Regions from separate parts of the Mus musculus genome. Here region 2 is linked to region 1. Evidence: chromatin contacts called from public HiChIP or PLAC-seq data. All regions are on one chromosome and are shown on one strand. The core of a region is the stretch at or near the end of the contact, and the rest is flanking DNA. Distances in the headings are between cores, read along the strand shown.

Region 1 (7,385 bases), core at 566-3,065:
TGCACCTGATCATGGCAACTCTTATAAGGAACCATTTTATTAAAGATAGCTCCCAGTTAAGAGATTTAGCTCATTATCAGTATGTCAGGAAGCATGGTGACTGTACTGGCTAGTTTTGTGTCAACTTGACACAGCTGGAGTATCACAGAGAAAGGAGCTTCAGTTGAGGAAATGCCTCCATGAGATTCAACACTAAGGCATTTTCTCAATTAGTGATCAAGGGGGAAAGGCCCCTTGTGGGTGGGACCATCTCTGGGCTGGTAGTCTTGGTTCTATAAGAGAGCAGGCTGGGCAAGCCAGTAAAGAACATCTGTCCATGGCCTCTGCATCAGCTCCTGCTTCCTGACCTGCTTGAGTTCCAGTCCTGACTTCCTTGGTGATGAACAGCAGTATGGAAGTGTAAGCCGAATAAACCCTTTCCTCCCCAACTTGCTTCTTGGTCATGATGTTTGTGCAGGAATAGAAACCCTAACTAAGACAGTGACAGTCAGGAAGACATGGTGATGACAGTTCTATATCCAGATAAGCTGGCAACAGGAAGAGAGGGTGACCCTGGGCCTGGCTTGAGCATCTGAAACCTCAAAGCCCATTTAGAGTGACAATACTTCCTCCAACAAGGTCACACCTACTTCAAAAAGTACCACTCCCGGAGGGCCTATGAGGATAATTTTATTAAAACATCACAAGAATGTATATTTTTTTTTACTGGTTTCAGTTCAAGCCTCCTTATATCTTTATTTGAATCAACATGGACACACAAACACACAGTCATGCCCATACACGTGCACATATATACACACAGATAACGAAAGAAGACATCTCTCTATATCTCAATCTATATCTATCTAATTAATTATCATCTGTATATTTATGTGTCTTTCTATCTATCCATCTCTATCATCTATCTATCTATCTATCTATCTATCTATCTATCTATCTATCTATAATCTATATGTTTGTGTGTCTATTGATGGGGCGTGGGTGGTATAAAGAGAAAAACTGTTCTCCTAGCTATTCTAAATCTATTGAACCAACTTAATATAGTCTTTCTGCAACAGTGATTATTATAATGTATGCACTGTATCACTACGAGGCTAACAGGAATCCATAAACATCCAGTTTTTTTTTTTTTCACAACCTCTTATCATGGAATCAAATCCTCTTCTGAACTTTCCCCTACTAATTCCTCCAAGCACATCTTCCTGGCTTCTACAGCTTTTTCTTGCATCCCAGTCAGGCAGATACTACTAAATTCTCTAAAGCGCACCTGCATAATTATTTTTTTTCCTGGATTGGAGATGAACTTTGCTGTCATGAATCAAAACTTCTGAGAATGTGACACAGAATCTTAAGTGGACCAAGGTAATGGCTCAATGAGTTCTGAGACTGCTCAAGCTGAGAACCCTAATTAGGATCTCCAACACCCCACCAAAATCTAGATGAGGTTGCATACTCTTCCCACCCCCACCCCCAGTGCTTTGGAGGAAAAGGGGGTAGAGCATAGGGGATCGATGCCCAGAGATTACAGCAAGCCCTAGTTCTGAATAACATGGCATCCTTTCTTGTTTCTCCCAGAGACAAGGGGCCAACTACTTCCTCTGTTGAACAGGCATGTCTATCTCATTGTGAAACCACCTACAGAACCATGGAAATGGAATTTAACTCAAAAGACCTCTCCCAAGAGGGAAGTATGAAGTGAATGGGGCTTCCCCTTCCCTTACTTTTATAATTACTTCTTCTAGATAAAGCTATAGCAAAGTATGATTACAGGCATTTTTCAATGGCTCTTGTTCCTGGGCTATGAGCTTTTGATTAACTAGAATCTATCAGGACTGAGTGATATGGAAGAGCTGGCACTGGTCTTGGCTCAAAGGTCACCTATCTAGATTTGTGACTCACAAAATCCCTAAGAGTCATTAACCATTGCTTTCCCACAGCCTAAAGGGTGGGAACATTTACTTCAATAAAGTTTGGAGATCTAATGGATATGGACATTTTGTAATAGAACACTTGAAGTCAAAAAAGTACTCCAAAACATTGGTTTCCTTTTCCACACTTGACAACGAGTAGAATGTGCCTTGCCATTAGCCACTCCAAGCCGTGTCAATGGATACCATTGGACAAAACAGTGATTATGCCTGCAAGGGACCACCAATTATTGGTGAGCTGCCTAGCTATCCTGGGAACCACGGGCCAACTAGTCCATGACCTTTAGTCTTAAGTGACCTCCAAATTACCAGTTAAAATGAGCACTTCTGTATGTCTTTGAACTATGAGGATTTATATAAAGTTGGCTGAAGAACACCAAGAGTAGGTTATGAGTCACTTTAGAGCCCAAGTTTTTTGGCTTTCACAAGAGCCTTTCCAGTCCAATTACATGATAGAATTTATTTTTAAGATTCACTTGTGTAAGGGCTTGGAGTCCTTTTCCAATACCATATTTTATTCCTTGTACTATCCTTTCCAGGTGCTAGGATTCCATTCCATTTAGGAATTACTCCAGACTGTGATTTTTGTTCATATTTAATAGTCATCTCTTTCTTTCTCTTGGTATAAAAATGATGGTTAGTGTTAAGTAAGTATTTACATGATCTACATTAACTCTTTCAGTAATCTTGTGACCATATACTAGTATCTCCACTTTGTAACAGAGCATGGAAGCTTATAGATGCCAAATAGGCAGGGTCATTAATGTCAGGGGTTGCTCATCCAGGTTTATATGACTCATTCTGAAATATATGCTCTTAAATATATGATACAATATCCTGATTACTTATACAATGAATACCTTACCTGTTTTCTGTGCATCCAGGAGTAAACAGTCTTTTGTTTTCTGTATGCTGAGTTCAGTCCTTAAAAACGGAGCAGACTTATGGTCTTTCAAAACTGCACAAAGATGCAACAGCCAATGATTTGACATCTACCATTGAAATCAAAGTATCTTGAACTCAGGAATTCTATAGCAATGTTTTCTCCAACACAAGTATTTCATATAAATCTCTCCAAATGGCACTATTGCTATCTCTGTCCCTTTACTGGAAGATTTGGAATTCTTTCTTCACGTTTCTATGTCTTTCAAGGTTATATGAGATTATATCTTCTATATTCAGAAAACTTTGATGATTCTACATCCCAAACCTTTAGCCCAACTTCCACCAACTGACTGAGTAATGCTGGATAAGAGGTTATAAGGGTTTTTTTGTTTGTTTGTTTTATTTTTAGAAATACAATTGAAGTTGGATTCAATAGACTCATGTATTTGTCATAACCACTGATGAGTTGAAGTCTCCAGAGGAAATATTTAAGGACTTACTATGCAAACTCTTTCATTGACATAAGCTGTTTTCAATATTCTCCTACCATAGCCTGCAGATGACCAATCAGGCATCTCCCACAAATACTACACAAGGAAAACCATCAGTCTATAGATCAGAATTGGACGCCAACTCTATTTGTAAATAAGAGCTCACATAGTACCAAGAGCTCCTTTACCTCTCACTGGGAAGTGGATATCCTCATCTATCAAAATGGTCATTGATGAGGAGAAAACATGAGATAATAATGCTGAGAACGAGAAAGATAAGAACATATATTTTATTCCAAGAGCATCAAGTGTTGGCTATCAGAGAGACACGGTACTTGTTATTAGAGGGCTTACCATTTACAGGAGTACACAGAGTTTCAACAATTATACATCAATATGTAGATGATCTTTCTAATACCAACAGAATGTCATTTAGCATCTGATCCTTCTGGGCACTCTGCAAACGGTTTTAAATACATTAACCAGCTCAGTTCTACAGTGAACCTCTGAGATGCACAGAGTAAAGTATTGTCACTACATTTTATAGATCAGAGAGCTGAAGCACACATATGAACTTATCCAGAATTCCTCAGCTTGTAAGTAGACAACTCAAGATTTGACCTCAGGCTCCTTTGCTGGGGCTCTCACCCCATTATTCTAACAGTGACATAGTAATAATTTAGGACTTTATAAAGAAATCTGTTAGAGAATGGTAGTGTAGTTTGAGGTATTAGAAGTCCTATCTAAAGAGGCAAGATTTAAGGTCAAGTTTAAAGGGTGAGAGTCCAATAGAAAAGGAATAAGACAGTTAGGAACAAATACCTTGATTTAGGTAGGAACAACAGTGCAGGTCGAAGTTTAAAGGGTGAGAGTCCAATAGAAAAGGAATAAGACAGTTAGGAACAAATATTGATGTAGGTAGGAGCAACAGTGCAGGTGGTCAGAAGCTGGAAGTAAAGACCAAAAGGAAGCTGGAATAGTCAGCATGGATCAGACCAGGCAGCATGATAGGAAATCATGAGTTATAACCTGTATTTTAAGAGCACAGGCATCACTGAATATCTGAAACAGGGCAATGAACATGATGGCTTTCCGAGTACTTGGAAAATATTAACTATTATATTCTTCACAACTTCCTCTGCTCTAGATGGAGCTTCTCAGGGATCTCATCAGTGGTTTGCAGGATTTACCCTGAGGCGAACTTGCTTCCTTCACCTTAACTTCCATCCCAACATAGTGGTGCTTCCAAGGGCTACCATGTTATCTGATAATAGTCTCTAATATTTCACCTGCTGTAACTCTGTCCATTACTTTCAGTCAAAGCCCACTGATAGTCGTTCCCATAGTGCCCACCTACTTTTGTCTGCTCTAATCCTTCCTTAATCTTTCCAGTCTAGTTGGTTCATCCATGTGAATAATTATTGGTGGACCAAATTTGACTTGTGAAAACATGAGCTTTTGATTTGCACTTCTACCTCCCTTAGCCTTTCATCACTCAATGGCAGGTTAGTTCTGCTAAATGACTAGGTGATGTAACTGATGCTCTAATTCCTCTAAGTGCAACCTGCCAACCACTCCTGCTGACATTACTTCCAGAACATATCCTCTTCCTGTTCCCAGCACAAACCACCAGCATCTCAGCTTACCAATGTAATAATCTCCCAATGATTCTCTGGGCCTCCCAATCTCTCCATTATCATTCTGACTCAAAATGAAGGGCCACTTCTCCAAAACCATTATCTGTTATGTCCTGCTTTGTAGCTTCCATTGGTTTATGGTTCATTTATAGCCATGGCTACGTTACAGTGCCAGAGATGGATGATGGCAGCAGATACTGCCTGTCACACCAGTAGAAAGAAATTATTTTAAGGTTCTCTGTGAAGAAATGTGATCCATGCTTTATATAACCTTCATGGTCTCCCCCAAACTAAAAACCCCACACACATACACACATGCACAACCATCAGTACACATTTCTCACACATGACAGTCACACTCACCTATGTTCTTATATTCCTTCCTCTCTTATTCTCTGATGGTTTGTAAACAACTCCTGGACTCTCTAAACAAGTATGTTCCACCTTTGGGCACTTTTCCTGCTCTTCTTGTTTCCTGTATGGCCCTTTGCTTATTCATGCCACATCTCATATACCATCTAGGTTGAAAATTCTTCTCAGCTTTCACTAGACTAAAAATTCTCTTACACTTTTGTATTTATTCTTAGTTTTCTTCTTATTCCTCATTTCCACTGAAAGTTAATCTACGGGGTAGTTACTAATACCCTGAGGTCCCTAGTAGAATATAAATATCATGATAGTGATGGCATTATTTAACTCATTGTTTAAGTTCAAAAAGGGCAAGGTATATCATAAATATGTAATAGTATGTTTTTATATGAATGATTATAAATGAATAATCCGTGGACTACTGGCCACAACACCATACACCCAGGGACACTTCAGCTATGTGAACAGGCACATGCCTGAACTCTTGTTCCCCTTCTCAGCAACTTCAATAGGAAAGGTCCCTGTTTCTTTCCCACTCATACCATGCAAAGATAAGGATAATCCTGAAACAATGTTCTGGGAAAGCTGTTAGTACAGGAGCAGGAAGGGGGCTGTCTTTGGAGTACTCATCAGAGATTATTCTGGATGTCTGAGCTACTTCTTGCCTCCAGTGGCTACTGAGAAACACACTGTCTCTTTAAGATAGCTCTTGCCATTCAGATTCTAATAATAAGCCAGAATTAGGCAAGTTATTTCCCAAACATTCTAAGTTCAAGCTCCTTCCAGAAATCAGCATCTGCCACAATGGGTATCCTGTTTACTGTGTGGTTTCAATACCAGAGTCCTGACTGGAAGACATTAGAGTCAAATTCAAGTCCAAAGCATATGTGGGTGTGGCATTTTAAATTCTTTGTTAAGTACTATATGCTTAAGTACATCTCAACACCTCAGTTAGAATCATGCCTTTCCTATACAGCAAAGTATGAAATAGAATGGACCATTTAAACTCTTTCAACTGCATAGTTCAGTGACAAGTACACTTCTTTGAAACCAATGTCACTGTTCATCTTTATAACTTCATCTTGTGGGACTGAAGCTCTCAAGAGCTAAACAATACCTCTCCATTCTGAGTGCCCCTATCTCCTGGAAACATATGCTTTTCTGTCACCATGAATCTGATGATTCCAGGGCACTGTGTAATGTGGATAGAACCATAGAGTATTTGCTCTTTCTTGATTTAATTACTTCCCTAAGTAATAGGTATTTAAAGGATATGGATGTGCCAGACTATTCAGAATCTCTTCCTTCTTAAGGTCGAATAAAATCCTGCTGTGCACAGGGAGACATTTTATTTATATATGCACTCCCTGATAAACACTTGAATGGCTTCCAATGATTAAAAAGAGTGCCATGAACATGTGGAACCAACTATCTCTTTAAGATCCTGCTTTGGATTCTTAGAGATTTTGGCATTTCAGGAGAATTAGAAACTATATCATTATTCTCTGCGTTTAAGGTTTGGAGGCACCTTTATACTTTTTTAACTGCCCTTAAATGAAATATCTCTTTAGTAGTATCTTAAAATCCAGATTTAAAAATTGGCTTCAGAAAATACTACAAAATAGCTGCCCTTGCACCTGGTTCCAAGTCTCCTTAGTCACGGACTTCCTTGTTGCTCTAATGACCACTTTGCCATTGTAATAAGGTACAGGTATTCTGTCCTTTTTTCCTGTGTTTTGTTCCCTAAGTGAGTCAACCGAGGAAACTAAGGACACAAAACAATGTGAGGATTTCTGTATTTCTTCCTTCCCTGTTCTCATTAGGTGACCGACTCATCTCCTTCACCAAATGGGAGGATGGAGAACTAACACTATTTCCTTGCAACTCACATGAGAACTTGTGAGCCTCTGAATGGGCATAAGAAGACCCTGCCAATGTTAATGACACAGAATCAGACTGTCATGTTGTCTTGAAGTTTGGCTGCAGTAATGTGTATGTGAGCATAGCAGTTAAGGTAGCAACAGCTACTCTTATGTGCTCTTCTCACAATATACTTAGTATGATCTTGGCCAAGG
Region 2 (6,514 bases), core at 1,337-3,836, 880 kb after region 1:
CAGCTGGATTCTTCCTGGTAGGACTGACCATTGAGCAGCCTGGTCCCTGGGTCATGGGGTGTTGAATGGAGACAGGAAGTGAGATGTCTGTGGGGAAGTAAGAGAGTAGAGTGCTATCTAGATCAACAATGGTCAGACTGATTGGTATGTGCCATTAGCTTGGGACAATTTTTGCTTTGTTTTTTCTTTTTCTTTTTTTTTTTTTTTTTTTTTTTTTTCTTTCCATTTTTTATTAGGTATTTAGCTCATTTACATTTCCAATGCTATACCAAAAGTCCCCCCCATACCCACCCACCCCCACTCCCCTACCCGCCCACTCCCCCTTTTTGGCCCTGGCGTTCCCCTGTTCTGGGGCATATAAAGTTTGTGTGTCCAATGGGCCTCTCGTTTTTTCTTTTTCTTTTTCTTTTTCTTTTTCTTTTTCTTTTTCTTTTTGTTTGTTTTTTTTGAGACAGGGTTTCTCTGTGTAGCCTTGGCTGTCCTGGAACTCACTTTGTAGACCAAGCTGGCCTTGAACTCAGAAATCCACCTGCCTCTGCCTCCCAAGTGCTGGGATTAAAGGGTTGCACCCTCACTACCTGGCTAAAATAGGACCTTTTAAGCGTCTCAGCAAGTATTTAGACAGATGCTGGGGAGCACGGGGAAGGTGGGCTTCGGGAGCAAGCATCTGGTGGGAATTCTGGGACAGAGGTATGACTAGGGAAATGAAAAGTCTCGTCCTCAATGAAGGATGAGCTTATTCGTCAGAATGGGAAGGAGGACTGGGGGACAGACAGATCAGTGTTAGAATGCTCTCCCAGCATTCTCAAGACCCTGAGTTCAAGCCTCTGTAAACACCACCCCCATCAGGGAGGGGAAGGAGGGAGAAAGGAAAAGCTGATGTGGGAGGGGGAATGGTTTCTGAAGTTAGGGACTTGGCAGTATGTGTATGTCGTGCATAAGGCCCTGTATGGATTTGATGGCCAGCACTTCCCTCCAGTAATCTACTCCCACCAAAAACAGTTATAAAATTGAAAAAATTTCTTCAGTCAAGTATGATTAATATTATCTTGGGTTTTGTCTTTCTGTCGTTGCTTTTTTTCTTAGATAGTTATAATAATTACCGTGTATATGCTGAGCTGCTGGCTTCTTGCTTTGTTGCTGCCCGGTCGTAGGTCATACACATTCCTGAATAAGCCTATGTATTGCTCACCTGACTTTATTGGTTGAGTAGTATCTGTGGTCTGTTTCATTGTTTACTCTTTCCTTCGATATGATTTATTTTATTTAGTTACTGAGCTTTATAAACACTTAGATAGATTGATTTTTTTTTTTTTTTTTTTTTTTTTTTTTGTTCCTGACAAATCATACGGCCAGGGTTTCTGTATTCTAGCATCTAAAGATTTTTAGAATTTTAGGTGAATTTACTGTTTTTTGGAGACATGCAATGTTGCTCTTTCCATGATCTTCTAACTTGTCTTAAATGTTTAGTGAGTTACTTGCTACAAACATGTTTATCTCTATCATATGTACCCTCTTATCTGTCTCTCTCTCTCCCTGTCTCTCTCTTTCTCTCTTCTGTGTGTGTGGGGGGGGGGGGCGGGGAGGTTGGGGGGGGTTGAGAGAGGGTTTCTCTGTGTAGCCCTGGCTGTCCTGGAACTCACTCTGTAGACAGGGCTGGCCTCAAATTCAGAAATTCACCTGCCTCTGCCTTCCAAGTGCTGGGATTAAAGGCCTGCACCATCATTGCCTGGCCCTTTGTCTTTTTCAAATAACATTTTCTAATGTACCCCAGGCTAGCCTCAAGCTCCTTATGAACTCTAGGCTAGCCAAACATTTATGATCTCCCCAATTGTACACCTCCCAGGCCTGCACCGCTGCATGCCTAGCTCCTGGATTTTTCTTCCCCCCTCACTTCATCAGCTGATGTTTAGAGATACCTGCTGTGTGCAGAATGCTTGGGTAGGTTTTGCTTATTCAGGAGTGCTCAAAGGCACAGTGGTATTGATACTTAAGGGACTTATTGCAAGGACTTATTGCAAGCGAGGAAGCATATGCATGTAGGCCACATTATTGTATAATGTAAAGAACATGTGATGGAAGTGGGGAGGGCTGATGGCCAGGGAAGACATTGATACTGAGGGGCTGTGTGAGTAACTGAGGTAGAGGTCAGACGCTGAGGTTCAAAGTTAACTAGAGAGACGGAACACAGAAGACGAGCTCGATAAAAAAAAGAGATATTAAAGAGAAATAGCACACCTAGGATTGCAGGTGGTAAAGGCTTGGGAGGTGGCCAATCCTCACAACCTGGCTTTTGTCCCTGGCTCCAAGACATGTAAAGTGGAAGGTGAGAACTGATGATTTTAATTTGTCTTCTGACCTCTACATGAATGCCATGGTCCAAGCCCTCCTGCTAATGATACCTAAGTGAAAGTAAAATATAACTAAGACTTGGAAGATACTTAGAGTGTCTGTAATATATTACTTACACACACACACACACACACACACACACACACACAGCATTTCCCAAAGCCAATAACAAAAGATAAACAGACTCCACAGCAGAGTGAGTAATAGATTTAAAAAACATTCTCAAAAGCAGTGAGCAAGAAGGATGACTAATATGAATAGATTTTGAATTTCACCCATAAAATCAGGTTTCTCTAAAGAGAGGCTTTTAAGAGGAGAATTCATTCTTTGTGTTTGTGTTTTTGGTTGTTGTTTGTTTGTTTTTAATACTCCGATGTGTTTCGGTAAATGTAGATAGCTCGGTAGCACTGCCAAGTCCTATGTCACAATCAAGACCTAGGATGCATCCATCATCCTTAAAACTCTCCCCTTTCTTTGTTGTGAATCTCCTTTGCTCCAGCTCTGACAAGTACATAGACCTGCCCGAGTTACCCTTTTCAGAATGTTATGCTAATGGAACTGCCAAGGCTGTGGTCTCCTCATTTTGGCTCCTGTCACCTGGTGCCATACCTGTGAGGATCTTCTGTTCGTCCCCTCCCTGAGTGGTTTGTCAGTTCCTGCACTGGAGGAGGGGAACATTGTGCTTCACGGATGTCCCACATTGTGTGAGGCCCCTCCCCCAGCTGATGGATGTTTGGGCTACTCGTAAGAAGTATGTCTTTCACAGCTTAACATTTGCCGGAAATAGGAAGTCTGACTCAAGCGTTGGTGGGCTTGTGTGACACAGGATTCTGCGGCCCACCAGCTAGTGAATGTGTGAGGTCACATCACAGACCAGCTTGCCTGTGTGTCATGAAATTGGAAACACATGTGCAGCCCCACGCAGAGGTAAATTTGAGGATTCCCAGTTTGGACTGCAGTACTAACTTCAGGATTCGTGGAGAAGGATGCGATGCGAAAGTGGGCTGGGCTGGAGCAAGGTTACAGGGCAGCCTGGATAATGGGTGAGAGGGCGGGGCTGGTATTGAGTGGCAAAGCCTCCTTTCCGCTCTCTTTTCATGTGTTCTTTTCCTTCCCTTCTTTCTCCCCCCTCCTTTCCTTGTTTCCTTGCTTTCTTTTGGGAAAGATTTTTACATTTTTCTTTTAATTTTCTGAGATTATAATTATATCATTTTGCCCGTTCCTTTCCTTCCTTGAAACCCTCTTCTATATCACTCCTTGCTCTCTTCCAAATTAAAGGTCTCTTAATTGTTGTTACATACACATGGATGTGAATGTCTATATGCATGTGGATGTACGCATACGTGTGTGTGTGTGTGTGTGTGTGTGTGTGTGTGTGTTCCTAAATATAGAAAAACAATTTGCCTTGCCTGTGCATGTTACTTGTATGTGTGTGATTTCAAGGCTGACCATTTGGTATTGGATAAGCAGTTGTCGTGTTCTTCCCTAGAGAAGACCATTTCTCCTGTCTCAGCTTTTCTTAGTAGTCTTTTACATAGGGTTGGGGCCTTGTGGGCTTTATTCTACCAGTGTTGTTAGCATGTTGTTTTTGTCCTTGTTCATGTTCAGCTCATGTTTAGACAGTCATGTTGGAGAGCGGGTGTAGCTTCTGACGTTTCTAGAAGACATGTTCTTACAGAAAACTCACTGCTTCTTTGACTCTACAATCTTCCTATTATCCTTTCTTCCACAGTGAGCCCCTAAGCCTTAGGGAGCTATACTGTAGATGTACACTTTGGGATGAGGCTCTATAGCTTTGTATTTTGATTGGCTATGCTTTTTTTTTTTTTTTTTTAATTGTCTTTGTCTTTTGCAAAAAGAAGTTTTCTTTAAAGGAGGTGTTGAGGACTACACTTACCTGCGGGTGTAAGGACAAAGGTTTTGACCATAGTTGGGGATTATGCTGGTTTAGTAGAGTAGCAGTTACAGCTCCTCTTACAAGATTTCCTAACCCTGGGTAGTTGACTAGGTTTCCAGTACAAGACATGGGTTTCCCTTTGCTGAGCAGGTCTTCTCTTCAATTAAAGAGCTGTGGTTACAGTTATGACATGCATGCCACTATTGCACCTTTAGGCTTACGGAGCTATGCTGGTTGTCATTGTGGATTGGTGGTGTCATAGCTGGATAGGGCTGTTGGTTCTTCCCTCCTTTGAAAGGCTGTGTTCAGGGAAGAGGATTTCAGGTCAGGTCCAACCCCAATTCCATCTAGACCCTGAGTATGAAGTAGATGGTATCTTCCCCTGAAGCATAATCTTGCTCTATGGCTCTGGCTGTCCCAAAATTTACTCTGTAGGCCTTGAACGATCAGCAATTCCCCTGCCTCAGCCTTGCAAGTGCTGAAATTACTGGTGTGCATTGCCACATTCCAGATTGTCACCTTGACACAAACTATGTCTCCTGGGAAATGTAACTTTAATTGAGCAATTGTCTTCACCATTGACTTATAAAAATATCTCTGGGGTATTTTCCTAATTAATTAATTAACTAACTAACTAATTAATTAATGAGAGCCCAGAACACCATTGGCAGGATCATCCCTAGGTCCTTGTCTGTTTAAAATCCATAGCTGATCAAGACATAGGTAATAAATCAGTAATCAGTGGCCCTCCCTGGTCTCTGCTTCAGTTCCTGCCTCCCTGTACCTGTCTCTATGGGATTCTAGTTTTCCTCCTGAGTGGGTCCCAGCTTCCTCCAAGGTCCCTTGGCTTCCCTTGAAGATAGGCTGGAACCTGTCAGCCAAATAAACCCTCTCTTTCTAAGTAGGTTTCAGCCAGTATTTTACTGCAATAACAGAAAACAAACTAGAACAACGCATGTTTTTAGACAATTTGTTTTGTTTTGTTTTGTTTTTGTTTTTGTTTTTTTTGTTGTTGTTGTTGTTGTTTGGTTTTTTGAGACAGGGTGTCTCTGTATAGCCCTGGCTGTCTTGGAACTCACTCTGTAGACCAGGCTGGCCTCGAACTCAGAAATTCGCCTGTCTCTGCCTCCCAAGTGCTGGGATTAAAGGAGTGCACCACCACACTCAGCAACAATTGTATTTTTTAATTGACATAAAAATTGTCTTTATTTATGGAGCAACATATGGTATTAAGGTGTGTATAGACATGTTTGAATCTGAGTAAGTGTATCTCCTTTAGAGTCTGATCATTTCTGTGGGAAAACATACAAACCTTTTCTTTTAGCTTTTCTGAAATATACCTTACATTTTTATTACCAGTGTGTTCCAGCATACTAAACACATTTCTTCCATCTGATTGTGGCTCTGTGCCCAGAGGCTTAGCCTCATTGTCCCTTGTGCTCCCCAGCTTCTTTCTGATGACCACCATTCTACTCTCAAACTCAAGGACATTGGCTTAGGTGACTTAGTTGTGAGATCATTCGGTATCTTCCTTGCCTGCCTTATTTTACTTAACACCGTGCTACCTTTAATGCTGTTTAGTGGACAAACATAAACTGGATGTTTGTGTGTCCACTCAGATTCTTAGCACTTGGGAGGCGGAGATAGGAGCTTTAGCAATTCAAGGTCAGCTTCAGCCCCTTAAGAATTCAAGGCCAGGTCCAACTCCAATTCCATCTAGACCCTGAGTATGAAGTAGATGGTATCTTCCCTTGAAGCATGATCTTCCTCTATGGCTCTGGCTGTCCCAAAATTTACTCTGTAGGCCTTGAACGATCAGCAATTCCCCTGCCTCAGCCTTGCAAGTGCTGAAATTACTGGTGTGCATTGCCACATTCCAGATTGTCACCTTGACACAAACTATGTCTCCTTGGGTCCACAGCTGGGTCCCACTGAAGTCATGACTCGGGAATTGGGCAGTATTGTTAGGATCCTAGCAGTTAGACTTGAGCTTTTAAAGAGACCACTCTTGGCTATATAAACTCTGCTTGCATTGGGCTAGATAAAACTTCTATCTCATTTTTATATAAATATATATTTATAAGATTTTATATTTATAAGAATATAGACATCTATACCTACCATGTATACATTTTGAAAATATGTGTGTGTGTGTGTGTGTGTGTGTGTGTGTGTGTGGGTGGGTAAATGGAAGCAGATATAACTAGCTGACTTCTTCATACTCTTCATACTTTAAGAGTATGGTTTGGGGGGCCGGGGTGCAAG

What was found. HiChIP or PLAC-seq counts read pairs in DNA pulled down with a chosen protein or histone mark.
Region 2: a CTCF HiChIP or PLAC-seq map of the NIH/3T3 cell line shows a contact between it and region 1, with 5 read pairs. The contact joins two enhancer-like sites. A contact is called at or near these places in 1 of 15 datasets of contacts at CTCF or cohesin (the NIH/3T3 cell line) and 1 of 9 other capture datasets (embryonic stem cells).

The regions. Positions count from the first base shown.
Region 1 is chr15:61,167,391-61,174,775 of GRCm38.p6, forward strand. No RefSeq gene overlaps it. Among named protein-coding and RNA genes, the nearest start is that of Gm38563, 14 kb to the left of the region's middle. Within about 2 kb of position 1,816, at least 20 of the 459 cell types and tissues checked have an H3K27ac peak or open chromatin away from gene starts, as enhancers often do. A contact at or near this core is called in the NIH/3T3 cell line, where this site is marked.
Region 2 is chr15:62,046,420-62,052,933 of GRCm38.p6, forward strand. All of the region lies in intron 1 of Pvt1 (Pvt1 oncogene), which reads left to right. Among named protein-coding and RNA genes, the nearest start is that of Pvt1, 12 kb to the left of the region's middle. Within about 2 kb of position 2,587, at least 62 of the 459 cell types and tissues checked have an H3K27ac peak or open chromatin away from gene starts, as enhancers often do. A contact at or near this core is called in the NIH/3T3 cell line, where this site is marked.